Regions from separate parts of the Mus musculus genome. Here region 2 is linked to region 1. Evidence: chromatin contacts called from public HiChIP or PLAC-seq data. All regions are on one chromosome and are shown on one strand. The core of a region is the stretch at or near the end of the contact, and the rest is flanking DNA. Distances in the headings are between cores, read along the strand shown. Region 1 overlaps Gm34424 (a long non-coding RNA gene). Region 2 overlaps Gm34004 (a long non-coding RNA gene).

Region 1 (3,441 bases), core at 666-3,165:
TTTCTCTTGCTATAAAATAGAGGTGTACGGGCAGGGGGATATTTCTGACAGCCACAAGTTTCACTTTGTGTTGCATATTGACCACTAATTGTTTCCTAACTAGTGTGGGACCAGTAGATCAATATGCCCCACAGATAGTTAATATCCCCTCTGGCATCTTCCGCTTTAGTTAGAAGTAGTCAAAGCCATGGCACTCTGCAAATCTGAGGGGATGTTTTTCATCTTCTGCAGAATTTGGAGAACTAGAACTTGGCATAGACTGTGACTGGGGGTCTGGGACACGCCAAGGCATCAGACATACCAGAGCAGGGCCAGCGGTGACAATGAAGACGCACAGAGGACCCTGAAAGAGTGGAGGCACCAAGCAAGCTCCCTTTGATCTTTCTGCTCCTACAAGCTACCTCAGCTTGCTTGTTTCTATGACAGACTATTATGGCCATTTGGCTAACCTACCCCTAGAGAGCTTACTAAGGAAAGACTTGGGCATAGAGAAGGAAAGATAGACTTGTAATTACAAAAGCTCTCTTCTCCTTTCTCTGCCTCTGCTCCCTGATAGCTCGAGTCAAGCTCCAAAAGAGCTGGCCTGCTCCTGAGACTTGTGAGTTCTCTGCTCGGGGTGTGTCAGATGTGTGGACAGCCTCTGTCCTTTTCCAGACCCCAGATGGCCCGTGGCAAGCATGGAATTGTACACTCCTAAAGTGCCCAACAATCACTTGATCAATGCATGTCTGTGGGGTGATGTCTAGTTGGCACAGTGAAGGTGGCATTTGAGATACAGGATATCATTTAAGGAGCAAGGGATCATACACTCCTCTAGGGAGACACCAACAAATGTCTCTGCTCCACACCGGGCACGGATGCCAGACCTAAGAAGTGATTCCACTCAGAGCCAGCATGCTGAACCAGTGAGTTTACTGTTATTTATGAGACTACAGATGAGGGGTCGCTCACAGGAGCATAAATGACTCAAAGGAAACCACATCACTGAAGAGCCCACCCTAGTGAGGGACAGCATGTGCCTCCCCAGGGTTCCCCTTGTAACTGAGCTCTCTGTAAGAAGGAAGACATCAGCTTATCTTTCCTATGTCTTTCGATCACTATTTTGACAGATGAATCTGTGTATATGCATGCCCATACACATATGCAGTTGCAAATATCTGTGCATGTGTGTGCGCTAATGTGTGTGTGTGTGTGTGTGAGAGAGAGAGAGAGAGAGAGACAGAGACAGAGACAGAGACAGAGAGGAGGGGTTGGTTCTTTCTCATTCACTTTTCACCTTATTTCTTGAGACAGGGTCTCTCACAGAACCTGATACTCACCAGCTGGCTAACTGGCTGGCCAATGGGCTCCAGGGATCTACCTATCTCTGTCTCTCCAGCACTAGAGCTACCATGCTTGGCATCTTAAATGGGTGCTGCAGATCTGAGCTCAGATCCTTGTGCCTGTACAACAAGCACTTTGTCAGCTGAGCCATCTCCCCAGCCCCAGGATGAATCTTTTAATTGCTTTTATTCCGAATAAGCCAGAAAGCACTGAGCTGCTGAGGCTGGGTCAGAGATGAGTCAGAGATGGGGCTGGCCGGGGTCTCCTGGTTAGTGAGACACTGTGTAAGGATGATGATTTCAGAGATGAGAACGGGGGTGGGGGGGAGGGGGTTCAGATTAGGGAGGACCCCTTCTCAAAGTCACATACTTCTTAAATTATCAGGCAGCACTAAGACCCTTAGTCTTGGAGACATGGGAGGCCCTAGTGTTTTTGGGCAGCCCTAGGGGCCCAGCTGCCACCTGTGACCCTGAGCAGCCTGCAGTTACCAGGCAACCAGCCTTGCTGCCCAGCACCCTATTAGAACCCTGCAGCTGCCCAGGCAGCCAAAACTGGTTTAGAAAAGCCTGCTTGGCTGGCAGGTAGGAACAAAGGGAGTAGGCCCCAGTTGACAAGCAGTGTCCCTCTTATTTGCATGTGTTTAAGCCCTAGGCCAGTTAGCAAAGGGGACACATAACTTCAGAGTCCCTGCCAAGCTGGGACACAGAGGTGCTGCAGCTTCATCTGCATTTTGGACATCTGCCCTGGGCTACAAGGGCCAAATGGTTTTCTCTGAGGCAGGCCTGGGGCTCTGAGGTGGCCTGAGGCGATGCCCCTCATTTCTACAGCGACCCCCCCCCCCAACTCTTCCCTGCCTCCCTCTCTGTGACATACGCTGAAGCAGTTTGGAGGCAGAGCAAGGACACACTTCAGTGGCCTAAGGGCACTAGTGGCCACTAAGCACCAAGTGACAGCTAGGGAGACAATTTCTCTTAGTTTGAATTTTTTCTTTCCATGTGTGTGTGTGGGTGTGTGTGGGTGTGGACACTGGGGTTACAGCACCTCTGTGTCCCAGCTTGGCAGGGATACTGAAGCTATGTGTCCCCTTTGCTAACTGGCCTAGGGGTTTAAAGACATACAAATAAGAGGGACACTGCCTGTCAACTGGAGTCTACTACACACACACACACACACACACACACACACACACACACCAGTGTTCACCTGTGTGCATTTGTGGAAATCAGAGGTCAACTTGAGTGTCCTCTATCATTCTTCATGATATTTTTTGAGAAAGGTTCTCTGGCTGACCTTGTGACTCACTGTTTGGGCTAGATTGACTGACTAGCAAGCCCCCCAGGACCTGTCTCTGCATTCCCCATACTTCTGCTTCAATGTTGGGGTTACAGGTACACTCCACACAACTCTTGCCCTCATACTTACTTACATATCAGTCACTTTACCTGCTAAGCCACAACCCAGACGTATCCAACTTTCCCCCTACTAATACCCACATACCATACACTGCACATGGCCTACCATAATCCCTCTTGCACAAAGGAACACACACACACATGCATACATATGTAAACACACAATGCTCCCACATATGCACACATATATAACACATGTACACATACACACAGGCATGCACACCTACACCCACACTGATACTTTTAAAAATGCATACATACACACGCACTCACATGCATGTACACACATTCATGAACATAGGTATAAGTGCATAATACAAGATACACACATACATACATGCACACACATACAACATACTCAAACAAATGCACACACACAGCATACACATATACATATACATGCATACACAAACAGGCATGCATACAGATGCACATACATACCCACATAGAAGCACATATACATGCACATGCACACATACAACATACACACATACAAACACAGGGGCAGACACATATAAACACACATGCACCCACGTACTCATGCATAAAAGTACATGCTCACACATATTAAACACACACAAATACATGTATATACAACATACATGCCCATACACAAACTTGTGCCTATGTACATACATGCACACATACAACATATGCATAGATACTTGTACATGCACACCTGAACATACACATGAACATACAACAT
Region 2 (3,441 bases), core at 567-3,066, 420 kb after region 1:
ATTGAACTGAACCATTCTTTGGATAGAAAAAGCAGTTCAGTGGAGGAACAAATTACCTAGCCTGCCTTGAGAATAGAGAACAGACGCTTGGAGCAAAGGCAAGGAGATTTTCCATGGTAGCAAGGTGAGGGATCTTGGCTGATGCAGATTGTTTACATTAACCGGGAACTAGATACCCTGGCAGGATGCAATTGACCATTGGGGCATATAAGGGAAGTAATGCTTTTCTTGGTAAACAGAAGTCCACCTTAAGAGATGCCCAATGAATGTTGACTTTGGGCTCCATTACCCAATAGCAATTGTGTTTACCTGGTCAGAGTCCTGTGTAGGACACTGTCACCAGCATTATCATTTTGGGGGTTCACTTTCACTTCTCACGGACCTCCTCCCCCTATTGCCCTCCCCTCCTCTGTTGCCCTTGGCCAGCCAGCTCAGATCCTGCCTGTTTACAGTTTACAGTTTAGTTAGGGAAAACTCAGGCTGTTTGGCCTCTTCCTCCACAAGCTGGTTGAGGCTGGGGTCCCTTCCAACAGGATATCCATAGAGAGCCCAGGGTTGAGATCCAGTAGGGACTACAACCTTCTGGAAGACCTCAAGATGATGGGGAAGCCACAGAGGGCAGCATACCTGGGCACATCCCTCCCCAAAAGACAGCTTCCTGGCCCCAGCTCCATCACTATTAAGCAGCCTCCAGACTTCCATACCAAGGCCCTTCTTGTCCCTGCTCCTGCCCCTACTAGTTCTGCTGTGTATCTTCAGTGCCTCCTGTGGGGATAGAAGATGCCCTGTTTGCAGATACGAGGGGGACACAAATCTGTGAACAGGGACCAAGAGGAGGGTCTAGGCGTATTGAAACCTAGAAGTGCTTTCCTGGGGGAGGGGGTCCCAGCACATCCCCGAGCTGCTTTCAGGCTGGCGGCTGGGAGCTCGGCACACTAGCTCCAAGGGTCTTTATTCTGATTAAAATGGCTGTCCATGACTAATGCATGGTGTGAAAGGCACTGGATACAGTCTGAAACAGCGCCCAACTTCCAGAAACACGAAAGGCTATCAATTATTGATCCTCAGGCCTGAGACGTTGCTCCATGGGAAGGAGCAGCCCCGGGATCATATTCTATGCGCAGCTCCCAAACCCTCCAGAAACACTGACTACTCTGTGGGATGGACCAGAGCAGGAGGCAAGCTCGGCAGTGCCCGCAAGGGTCTACTTCCCGTGCCCCTCGCAAGAGTTAGATCCCTAGCTAGAGACCTGTCTAAAGCCAAATTATCGTTTTTATTTTTTTAACAGAATTGTCATTGACTAAAAGGAGCACCCACCAAGCAGCTACCCAACCTTCCTAATGGAAGCACCTCATTAAATTTCCATTGTAACTCCGCCCAGGTTTTGAGATCAAGAAAAACTGGGTGCTGGAAAGGGAGCAGACACCACCCTGTCCTTATTTATGACGCAGAGTGTTTTATGTATACGAGAAGCCAGCCATAATTTGCTTATAAATAATTGACTTCTCCTAGATTGAAATCTCTAGCGGGGCTCCGGGTGTATTCGCAAGCCGGCGCTTCTGCCCACGAAGTGCATTAGGCCCTTTCAAACCTGTCTTACCTCAGCCCCCAACGCACGAAGAGTGATTTCCCCCCCTTCATCCCCTGTAATAACCTTCAACTAACCTTTAAACTGGAGTGAATAATTTAAATCTTATTTTCATATCAATGGAGGAGTCAAGCCAAGCAATTATCTTTTATCTGTGTACTCTGTCGTCAGGGCGGCGGGCATAATCAAGTTTTCCCCAGCGAGCCAGATGAGAGAGAGGACTAAGGAAGTGAGAGATGTTATCTGAAGACATTAACGCAACAATGAATTATTCAATAATGAGTACAAGATCTGTCATAACACACAGGCGCAACCACACACACACACACACACACACACACAGGCTCTACATCTGCCGAGTGTTCCAGGCAGACTAGGGCTGGCAGCCTGGGGGAGGGGTGGCAGTTAGGGGTCTGGGCTAAGCATGACAAATCGGCTGATGATCTGCTCAATTAGGGCAGAGAGCAGGTGTGCCTGTCAGGAGGGTGCGTGGGGCAGGAGGGCTGTGTGGTGGGCCAAACAACACAGAGAGGGAAAGACTTATCGTTCATGTAACAGTCATTTAGAGTCGCTCGGTCTATGATTTTTTTTTTCAAAAGGGGTGGGCCAGCAAGGAGGGAGAAGGAAAGAATTTTTTTTTTAGAAAAAAATAATAATAATAAAAAGCAAGGGAAGGTTGAAATTCCCCACAGTGCTCATTAAAATTCTACTGCATGCGATTCTTCCCTGGGTCCCCCTGGACTGCCCGTGATCATTTTTATTAATTCATAAAATATCGCACCAGAGATTGAGGCTGATGATTAGTGGAGCCGACAGAGGGGCTGCTGTGGTTTCTATCGGATCTCAGCGAGTGAAATCCACCCTCCTACTGTTTCTTGGGCAGCCAAGCTGGGCTGGGAGGGACAGACCAAGGGACCCATGTGTCTAGCTGCTTGTCACAGGCTGTCTCCCTGGCTTTGGCAGATACGTCCTGGCCCTGTCTCTCAGTTCTGGGGAAAGCCCTCCTTGAGGCAGGTTGTCCCTTAACCTTCCTGGGACATGCGCTGTGTGGCAACCTGGAGAAGCAGACAGAGGTGTTCGAATGAGCTCACCTGGCTGGGAAGGTGCCGGAACTTTGAACCAGGACTCCAGGACACGTCCAGACTCTTCTGGGATCGCCCATGTTGCCATCTCTTCCTCTTCCCAGAAATCTAGTGGGTGGCTGTGGACCAATTCCATCTCAAGCTACCTGTGTCACTGCTGCCAGGCGCAGGTGAAGAAAGAAAGCTGTCAGGGTCTCCAGGCCTGCCAGGTGGGTGGGTCCTAGAGAAAGAGGTTGCAGAGACAAAGTCTTTGTTCAGTTGATGGCCTTGTCCTCACAGAACTGCTGTGCTTCTTCTGTCTACCCCCTCCTCTCTCCCTCCTTCCCTTCTTTCCTCCTTCTGTCTCCCTCTGTCTCTCTACTTCTGTCTCTGTGTCTGTCTGACTGTCTGTCTGACTGTCTGTCTGTCTGTCTGTCTGTCTGTCTGTCTGTCTGTCTGTGAAGGTGCACCTATGAATACAAGCAGGAATGCCAGAAAGCCAGAGGATACCATTAGACATTTCCTGTAGGACGTATGGCCGACCTGATTGAGACAGGGTATCTTGGCTTTACTAATAGGCAAAAATGGTCTGACCAGCAAGTTCCAGGACTGCTCCTGTCCCCAGGACTGGGCTTACAAGCATGTGCAGCCATGCCTGCCCGTTACGTGGGTGCTGGGGATGGAAGTGAGTCCTTATGCGTATGCAGCAGGCACTGGACCGGCTGCACCATCTCCCTGGCCCAACTTCCTTTGAGGTTCTGCTGTTCCTCTCCCTTTTCACTGCCCGTGTGT

Evidence for each region. HiChIP or PLAC-seq counts read pairs in DNA pulled down with a chosen protein or histone mark.
Region 2: an H3K4me3 HiChIP or PLAC-seq map of embryonic basal ganglia shows a contact between it and region 1, with 3 times the contacts expected there. The contact joins two enhancer-like sites. A contact is called at or near these places in 3 of 115 datasets of contacts at active chromatin or transcription factors (embryonic basal ganglia and embryonic stem cells) and 1 of 9 other capture datasets (embryonic stem cells).

The regions. Positions count from the first base shown.
Region 1 is chr9:61,528,970-61,532,410 of GRCm38.p6, reverse strand. The region is part of intron 4 of Gm34424 (a long non-coding RNA gene); the gene reads right to left. Among named protein-coding and RNA genes, the nearest start is that of Gm34424, 21 kb to the right of the region's middle. Within about 2 kb of position 1,915, at least 49 of the 459 cell types and tissues checked have an H3K27ac peak or open chromatin away from gene starts, as enhancers often do. A contact at or near this core is called in embryonic basal ganglia, where this site is marked.
Region 2 is chr9:61,110,381-61,113,821 of GRCm38.p6, reverse strand. It overlaps Gm34004 (a long non-coding RNA gene), which reads right to left. Exons shown (of 4, transcript XR_003948177.1): 3 at 2,680-2,890. All of the region lies in intron 3 of Gm33914 (a long non-coding RNA gene), which reads left to right. Among named protein-coding and RNA genes, the nearest start is that of 4933433G08Rik, 6.7 kb to the right of the region's middle. Within about 2 kb of position 1,816, at least 43 of the 459 cell types and tissues checked have an H3K27ac peak or open chromatin away from gene starts, as enhancers often do. A contact at or near this core is called in embryonic basal ganglia, where this site is marked.